Regions from separate parts of the Mus musculus genome. Here region 1 is linked to region 2. The links are chromatin contacts, called in public Hi-C maps. All regions are on one chromosome and are shown on one strand. The core of a region is the stretch at or near the end of the contact, and the rest is flanking DNA. Distances in the headings are between cores, read along the strand shown. Region 1 has its middle 110 kb from the start of Gm39019. Region 2 overlaps Atp10a (ATPase, class V, type 10A).

Region 1 (4,300 bases), core at 1,128-3,627, 170 kb before region 2:
AATTTCTCACTGCGATTTGCAAATGGCCTGTTTTCTTTCTCTGGGTGTATTTACCCACAAATGAGAAGTATAACCACTGCCAGGCATATAACTAGCGTGTGATTCTTGTTACTTTATCTGTCTATTCACCAACTTCCAAACATTCATGTGCAGGGAAATGTTTAACAGTCATACTATGGTGAGCAGGCTGGACTAATTTCACTCTGTATAGGATTTATAATCTAAGAAGGAGAAATTTAGCTTTATAGAGTGTACTTGGTGGACCAAATGAAATAGATGCAGAGATGGCAGGGAAGAGCTCTTTCTGTGACTGACCACTATGTTGAGAAGACTGGCCTAATCACACTCATTGGGCTCCAATGTGTTTCAGCAGCCTAGACTACAAGCAAGCCCCCAGTGATGCTTAGTTATTAGGCCTATAGGGTTTCAAGCCTACGAAATGTCTTCTACAACTAAAAAGAAAAAATACCCTGTGAGTTGAGAACCTTCATCACCACATATCAGTGTGTAGTGGTTTCTACCAACATGAAGAAGAGGTGTCCATCGACTTGAATAGATACATTCCCCCCCACCCCCCCAAACTGCTAACAAATGTTTAGTGTTTCTTTCAGTTATAGATGTGGATTTTAAGCTACTCCACTTTTAACAATACTGATCGAGGTTACCTAGTTGAATCTGAATTTTATAAAAATGAACAGTATTTTAATATAAGCATGTCCCACATATAATAATTGGAACAATTTGAAATTTAAATGTAGACTGGTAATCCAATATTTTGTCTGGGAAGCCCAAGTTCTGTCTCACTGGTAGTCATCCATGTCCAATTGTATCATGGTTATTGCAATTATCTTGAAACATTGTCTGTCCAAACTTGCAACAGATAAAACCCAAAGATAGATTATTTAGCTTTTTACTGAGGTACATTTATTTCTGTACAGCAAATTTTATTTGTCTTTTAGAAGCTATTTTATTATTACAACGAAATTGGTTTCCATTGTCATATGATGTATTTAATTTCATGAACTTAGAAACACGAGTCTGAGGGACAGTGAGGGAATTCAGTGAGAAAAAGCACTAGTTGTACAAGCCTGGAGACATCAGTTAAATCCCCAGAACCCATATAAAGATAGGGGGAAAGAATGACTGTGTAAAATTGTCTTTAGACGTCTGCATGCATGTTAGGGCATGTGTACCCCACTCCTGATATAGCATACACACACAGAAACTAATGATAATACTAAAAGTAATTTTTAAGAGAAATATGAATCTAGGAAGGATCAACTCCAGCATTGCATCCAACCTTTAAGCACAGGCCTCATTGCTTCTTTCAAGTGACACTGAAGTTGGCTTTGCCATGTATTCTGCCAGAAGCTGCAGGGTCCTGCTCTAGCCCTGAAGAGTAGAATATCAGTCTTCACAGGCCGGACTTCAGCAGTGAGGGAGCAGGCCCTGTTAGCCTCAAGAGAGGGCAAGCAGTCTTGGGATATCTGTGGTAGTTCTGAAGCCTTTTGCTCTCCTGAGGTCTTCTAGGCTGCTCACGCGCAGAGCTGAGAGCTACCTTAGAAGCTGTAGTGGGTGCAGGGTGAAGTGGTATGGAAATGAGGACAAGGATAGAGACTGAGCAGCCTTGAAGAGATGTCAGAAAGGACATTTGGAAAAGACAAACAAAAACAGAAACAAAAAACAAAAAACCCAAACAAAAACTCAATTTGTTCCTTCTAAGTTGATAGGAAAATAGATACAGAGGCAAATTAGAATTATCCTAGAAATTTTTCTAGAAATTATTCTATAAAAATTGGCTACTCACACAAGGGAGTTGGTCTCTACAGGTTCTATCTACCCCGTCTCTGTGCATTTCCGCTAAAGTCATCCTGTTGGGTCCTGGGAGCCTCTTGTTTCCCTCATCTCCCACTGCTACATATTTTTATTCTATTTCCTGACCCTCTGTATCTCTCTCCCATCCCCTCCAGTACTTAATACTGACTCCCCCGCCCTTATTTCCTCCTTATGTAAACCATAATTTGTAGGGGGTTGAGAAAAACTCTCTAAGGTCTACATGTACTTCATTTCTGGGGCTCAGCATTTACATTTTTACACCCTGCAATGCTGAGTGAGCTACGAATGAAAAAAAAATTAAATGGTAATTAAAATAAATGTTAGCTATATGCATATGTATGTATATTCAAGAAAACCTGGGGAGTAAGAAATGGTATTCTTATTCAAAGAGATCTCTCTGGAGCCTCTGACTGGGACCTTCTTCTCTGGTGAGTTCCTAGCCCGCCCGAGGAGAGGGAGAAAAGAGAAAAGGGGAAGCACTGGAGGAGGGAGGAATGAATCAATACAGCTTCTGCCGCATACCAGCAGGAAAGCTGCAGACAGCAGCCCCACGTGACCAGCCCTCTGAGAAAATGAAGCCAAAAATAGCTCAGAGCCTCACACTTCATGGCTGGCAGAGGCACGATTTTTCATCCACCGTTGGGAGTGGTGTTCCAGGGGCTCTGAGCATAGCAACGAAAAAAAATCAAAGCAGCTCAGCAGCTTTGGCTTATTCTAATCTGTGCACTAGACAACAGCAAATGCTTGGGTGTTTTCTTAACTCCAACGCCCATCCACAAAATCTGTACTATGTTTGTGAGGATCACAAGATAGCCCTTGGGGACGTTTATCAGGGGAAGGATTTCTGGGGCAGGCTCCCAAAGATATTCTGCCTTGTGTGCAGAGAGTGCTGGAAAATACAAGATGCCCCTGGAGTAGGAGAAGACAGCTGTACCTTTAGATGTAGCCAAAAATCCAGCCCCCTTTTCAATACAGAAGAATATTATATTATAATCATAGATTTCTTTGAAAGCAACAAAGCAATGTATGTCATCTTAAGCAATAAATTATGATGGCTTGCTTCCAGGGCATGATTCCAGAAAAAAACCCAGAGGAGGGGATTTTGATAATCTTACAGATTCAAAAAAGTTAAAGGTTATATAGCATAAGAAACCTTCTTTTATAAAGCTACTTTAAAAGGCATAATGTAATAATGTATGCTTAGAAAATCCAGTCCACTAATAAGCTGGTAGACGCTGTGCACTTATTTGTTTGTTTGTTTATAAATAAATAGGTCCCATGAAATATGTATGTTTCCTGTTGTGCAATGGCACTATTTAATACACAGATGAAAACAAGTTTTGACAATCATAAAAAAAAAACACCCTTAATTAACCATGAAGAATACAGTTTCCTCTCTCTGGTGTTCTCAGAAGGATCCTTACTCACTCAGGGATAACAGGAAGACAATAAACACCTGAAAAATGAACAAGCAGGTGCCATGAGGAGGTAACTGCTATGGAGGACATAAAGCATGCACTCAAGGGTGCAAGGTCAGGCCTGGGAGCATTTCTAGGGAGGCTAGTTGAAGGGTTAAAGGCAGCTCTTCTAGAGCCTGAAAGCTGGAAGAATGTTGTTTTCTCTGAGAGAAGGCAGGGGCTAAAAATAGCAGGACTTTCCTCTATGAAGTTCAAGTCTGATGTGTTTCCCACTCTTGTGAGCCATAACACAGGACAGAGATTTATGACCACCTGGGCTCTAATGGGTTATTTTGAGCTTCCGAGTCAGGGCAGACACATTTGTTGCGGAGCTAATTTTATAGGGAGATAAATTCTCAGACCATCTGCCAGGGAAACATGCTTTGTGTCAGTTAGCCATGGAATGAGAAGGGGGAAGACCTGCAGGCTGATTTCCCAGCACATGCAGCTTTTCTACAGGCACTGGGGAGTGTTGGGGGAGAGGTAGCTCTGTGCCAGAAACTTCTCTGTGAAAAAGTATAAATAAGAGCCAAGATAGGTAGGGCTTCCTGAGTATCGGCACGGTACAGCTCCCTCTCTTGTGAAACAGCCATTGAGGTATAGTTAATGACAACCAGAAAGACAAAGCACTTCTAGCAGAAGGGTCTTCATTGTGCACCCCACATTCTCCTTACCTCTGAACAGCTCTGGTAACTCCTCACATCTTAGTTTGTGCAATGAGAACTCAGAACAAGGAATTGGGCTCAGCAGCTGGACGATACCTTCAGCCTCCTAAGTAAAGGTGATCATGACTCCACAGTGGACAGAGATGTGAGGCCGCAATCCTGTTTTGAAGTGCTTGCTATGCTTTCTGTGACTATTTCCAGTGAAGAGTTTATATAACATTCCCAGCAGGCTTTGATAAGGCTGCCATAGTCAGCAATCTCACAAGTAGTAAAACACTAAGATGTCCTTTCTTTGTGTTTGAATAATATGTGGATATTAGTGCTTCTCTTTGGTGTGAAGTA
Region 2 (4,299 bases), core at 857-3,356:
AATGAATGAATGAATCATGTGATTAGACAGTTTTTAACTAGGAGCGACTCTCAAGAGGAGGATGCCCACTGCCCCACGCCATAGAGGTCCAAGAGGGACCTTTGTCAATTCCCTATAGCCAGAGAAGATTAGTAGAGCAAATCAGTTTAGTGGTCTGTGTGTCCGCAGGCCCCAGACATATGGCCCACAGCTATTTTTGTAGTGCCTGACCTGAGGTAATGAAGGGAGCCTAATGAAGGTGGCCAGGGATGAACTCAAATCCTGTCTGCATTCCAAAAGCATGCTTTCAAAAGAGCTATTTGCTCTCTAAGAACTATTGAGCCCTGGAAAAGGCAGTTCCTATTAAGCCCAGCAATGTCCCAGATGTCCCAGAATCAGTAGCAAACTGAAAAGACACGGCTAATGCAGGACTGGTACACTAAGATGACACTGCATTAAGATGAACATTAAGATGTCACTGCAGGCAGGAGGTGGGAATGGAGCTGGGTATTACATACATGTACTTGCACTCAGATCTGCCATCTTCAAGCCTTGCTGCATTAGGAAGTTATTTGCTACTCTGCACTGCCAGATAATTCACTGATAAATCAGTGAAAAAGGAAACTGAAAGGGGAAAATAGGAAACATGGAGGTTGATGGTGGGAGTGGTGAATGCAAACACAGGGTAAGGAAACCCACCTGCACACACTATCAACTACACTCTGTACAAGAACGACTTGCTGGTCCTAAGCACATACCTGCAATGCAGACTGTAGAGGGCATCCATGCTGGCCTTGATACATGCTGGCCTTGAGAACTTGAGAACATACCACTAACTACAGACAAACTGTACAGGAGGAACCTGCTGGCCCCATAGCACATGTACACACACACATACACACATACACATACACCCTAATTACAAAGTAAAATCATCAGATCTCAACTATGAATCAGAATTTTCTATACCAAAGAAATGATTGGGAAGGGAGGGGGGGGGGAAAGCAAGTAAGAGAGAAAGAAAAAGAGAAGATAAGAGAGAGGGAGGGAGGGAGGGAGGGAGGGAGGGAGGGAGGGAGGGAGGGAGGGATAGGGATAGATGATAGGAATAGGCAGTGTTTACCTAACACATTTTGAGATCCTGAGTTCAATCCTCAGCATATGACCCCACACACAACAAATTATAAATAAAAAATTGTTCAGTGAGAGTAATAATGAGAAACAGAAGCCAAGAAAAATCTCACATATCTGTCACAGAAAAAAAGGTGTAAAAAAAATAATGACAGCAATAACCATTATAATATAAAATGTTATTACTTACTTTTCTACAAAAGAGATCCGAGGGGCAAGACGTATGCAATAAAATCGCAGTGTTTAATAAAAGCACTATTGTTTACTAAATAAACCCCACATATATAATCTTAAAGACTGTTCAGGAGAGACCAGTTATGCAGTGGTTTCCCCTCATTCTGTGTAGGATCTTTTCACTCTGTTGACTGTTTATTTTGCTGTGTGGAAGCTTTTGCATTTAATACAGCCCGATTTGTTCATTTTTTACTTCTGTTGCCTTGTTTTGGGAGCTATTACCAAAAGATCCTTGCCCAAACCCACATCCTGAACTGTTTCCTCTGAGTATTATCTACATAAGACATTCAGAGAAAAGTTGCCTTCTGTGTAAAATAACAAGTTTGTTCAGGGTACATCCCGTGGCAGCCCCTGGGAGCAACTGCCTCCTCTAGGTGGCCCACTCTCTTCCTGCACTATCTTACTCAAATTGCTCTGAGTTCCCCTAGTTAGCACATTTTCTGAGCCACTGAGTGCTGGAGGGGACTCAAGTATAAGAAGTCTGGTATTCTGTCACAGAAGTGACATTGGGCTTCTTGGTTTTGGGGGATTTGGGGTTTTTTTTTTCAACCAACAGGAAAAGACCGTAGCAGAGTGTGTTGCAATCTCCACAAAGTATGACTGAAACTTCGAGAGAACAGCTCAGAGAAGGATTCGGCCACACCCTCTGGCTTGGCAATAGTCAGAAGTCTCCAAACGGTCCTTCCATGTGCTTAGGAGTCTGGAGAATTGGATGGACTACAGAACAAGTGCTGGTGTCTGGTTGAAGCAGACCAGAGAGCTCATGTCCTCCTCCCTCCTGAGTCACAGTGGCTCACTAGGCCAGCTGGCCAGCTTGCCTAATGTGAGCAGTCATGGGAGAGGCATGTGGAAATAGAGACAGGATACAATTGTCAAGCTCACCTCTTGGCTTCACCTGAGGTAAATCAATGTCGCTGAGTGACCGGATACCAGACTTAATAACTTAGTCGTCTCCAGCACACAGTGACTCAGAAAATCTGCTAACACACGGAACTCAGTACAAGGTTCCCTAAGAGTCATAATGTGACAAACGGTCCTACCAGGAACCAAAACATAACTTCTGAATGCGTGTTCTTAACAATTATTAGAAGTACAAACACAAAATGCTTAACAATAGTGAAATCAGGCGGGCATGTAGCGCAGCTGTTATGTATGTACCAAGGTTTGGTCCTCTGCACAGCAAGGAATAAAAAAAACAGTAATAGCTGGACCTAGTCACATACATCTGTAATGGCAGCTCTCAGAAGTAGAGAAAAAGAATCAAGAGGCCAGCTAGTACAACACAGAAAGACCTGGTGTCAAACAAGCAAACAAACAAACAAGCGCCCTGAGAACTACAGAATACCCAGAGCGAGACCTTGTCTCAAAAAAAAAAAAAAAAAAAGGCAAAGCAAAAGAATCAAACGAAGCAAAGCTTTTTGAATGACTCCATTCAAATATGACACATTAGGATTCCTGCCATTTCATTAACTCCTCTGGTGTGGAATTCCTTTAGAGGCTGTGATTTCTCCCAGAGGAATACTGTCTGGTTAGGGAAGAAAAGCAGACTGGGGAGTTTCATTGTGGGGCTTGGTCACTCAGCCCACCCCTGCAAAGCTGTTCTTACCCCGAGGACTTTCTAGGAAAGCCCTACAGTTCCCACAAGCCTGATGCTGAAGTACAAATAAGGCCTGCCCTCTGAGTGCTGGCATCTGCTTATTATGGAAAAGGCCTCAGGTCCCCAGAGGACCCGTGTATTCCATGAGGCTTCCCACAGCATCTTGGTGACGAAGCTCCCTCCCTGCAAGGCTGGTCCTGATTTATATCCCTTTAAGAAACTAGAGACTTATGTTTTTGAGTTTTCATTTTTATAATTATTTGTAGGCAGAAAATGATTATTTTTCAGAATCAGAAGAGATAGGAGAAAACCAACAGGTAAGCTTCCTCTGACCTACACACACCCACACACACACACACACACACACACACACACGCACGCACGCACACACGCACACACACACACATTTAGAAAGACCATTTCAAAGGCACCATTAAATGAGTCAGTGAATTAAAATCACTTTATGTTTGAAAAAAAAAAAGCAATTAGGCTGAGGCAGACAGATTACAGCCTTGACTACATAGTGAGTTCAAAGTCCTCCAGGGCTAAATAAGTGAGACTCTTAAGACAAACAAACAAAAACCAAGGTATATTTACAAACCAAGTCATCATATACGTAACACTGTTAAACTGTTAATTCAAACAGTGCCTTGCTTTTACGTTTTCAAAAAGATTTTATGTGCAGTCCCCACTGTTATACCTGGGATTGTGTGCAGTCTTCAAAGTCACCCTAGGATTACATGCAGTCCCCACAGTCATCCTGACATTATGTGCTGTCCATACTCTACTGTGTTGCTCAATAAAGCTACACAAGCTAATGGTAGCTTTGTCTTGGCTGGAAGAACATCTAGACCACATTGAAGACCGGTCATACTGTGATGTAAAGGTTTTGGTAAAACAAAAATTGCAGTATGGAACTAACCAATACACCCCCGGAGCTCGTGTCTCTAGCTGCATATGAATCAGAAGATGGCCTAGTTGGCCATCAATGGAAAGAGAGGCCCATTGGTCGTGCAAACTTTATATGCCTCAGTACAGGGGAACGCCAGGGCCAGGAAGTGGGAGTGGGTGCGTAGGGGAGTGGGTGGGGGAGTGTGTGGGGGACTTTTGGGATAGCATTGGAAATGTAAATGAAATAAATACCCAATAAAAAAAAGTCAAAAATTAAACTACAATAAATGCTTTGCTATATTTATCCCCCTCCCCCCAAAAAAATGCAGTATGTCTACAAAGAGGTGCATTGGGCATAAGGGCACCTGCCTGTCAGATGATCTGTACCCTTTCAGTGTTCAGGGCCTTATTCCTCACAAGACATGGAGGGGCTTCCATCTGCTTAGACAGTAGTACTCCTCAGGTTA

Evidence for each region. A called contact is a pair of places that touch in the nucleus more often than the background predicts.
Region 1: a Hi-C map of adipose-derived mesenchymal stem cells shows a contact between it and region 2, with 2.3 times the contacts expected there. The contact joins two enhancer-like sites. A contact is called at or near these places in 1 of 39 promoter capture datasets (pre-B cells), 3 of 484 Hi-C or Micro-C datasets (adipose-derived mesenchymal stem cells, cranial neural crest and nephron progenitors) and 1 of 115 datasets of contacts at active chromatin or transcription factors (large pre-B cells).

Annotation. Positions count from the first base shown.
Region 1 is chr7:58,842,373-58,846,672 of GRCm38.p6, reverse strand. No RefSeq gene overlaps it. Among named protein-coding and RNA genes, the nearest start is that of Gm39019, 110 kb to the right of the region's middle. Within about 2 kb of position 2,377, at least 251 of the 459 cell types and tissues checked have an H3K27ac peak or open chromatin away from gene starts, as enhancers often do. A contact at or near this core is called in adipose-derived mesenchymal stem cells, where this site is marked.
Region 2 is chr7:58,675,043-58,679,341 of GRCm38.p6, reverse strand. All of the region lies in intron 1 of Atp10a (ATPase, class V, type 10A), which reads right to left. Among named protein-coding and RNA genes, the nearest start is that of Atp10a, 19 kb to the right of the region's middle. Within about 2 kb of position 2,106, at least 152 of the 459 cell types and tissues checked have an H3K27ac peak or open chromatin away from gene starts, as enhancers often do. A contact at or near this core is called in adipose-derived mesenchymal stem cells, where this site is marked.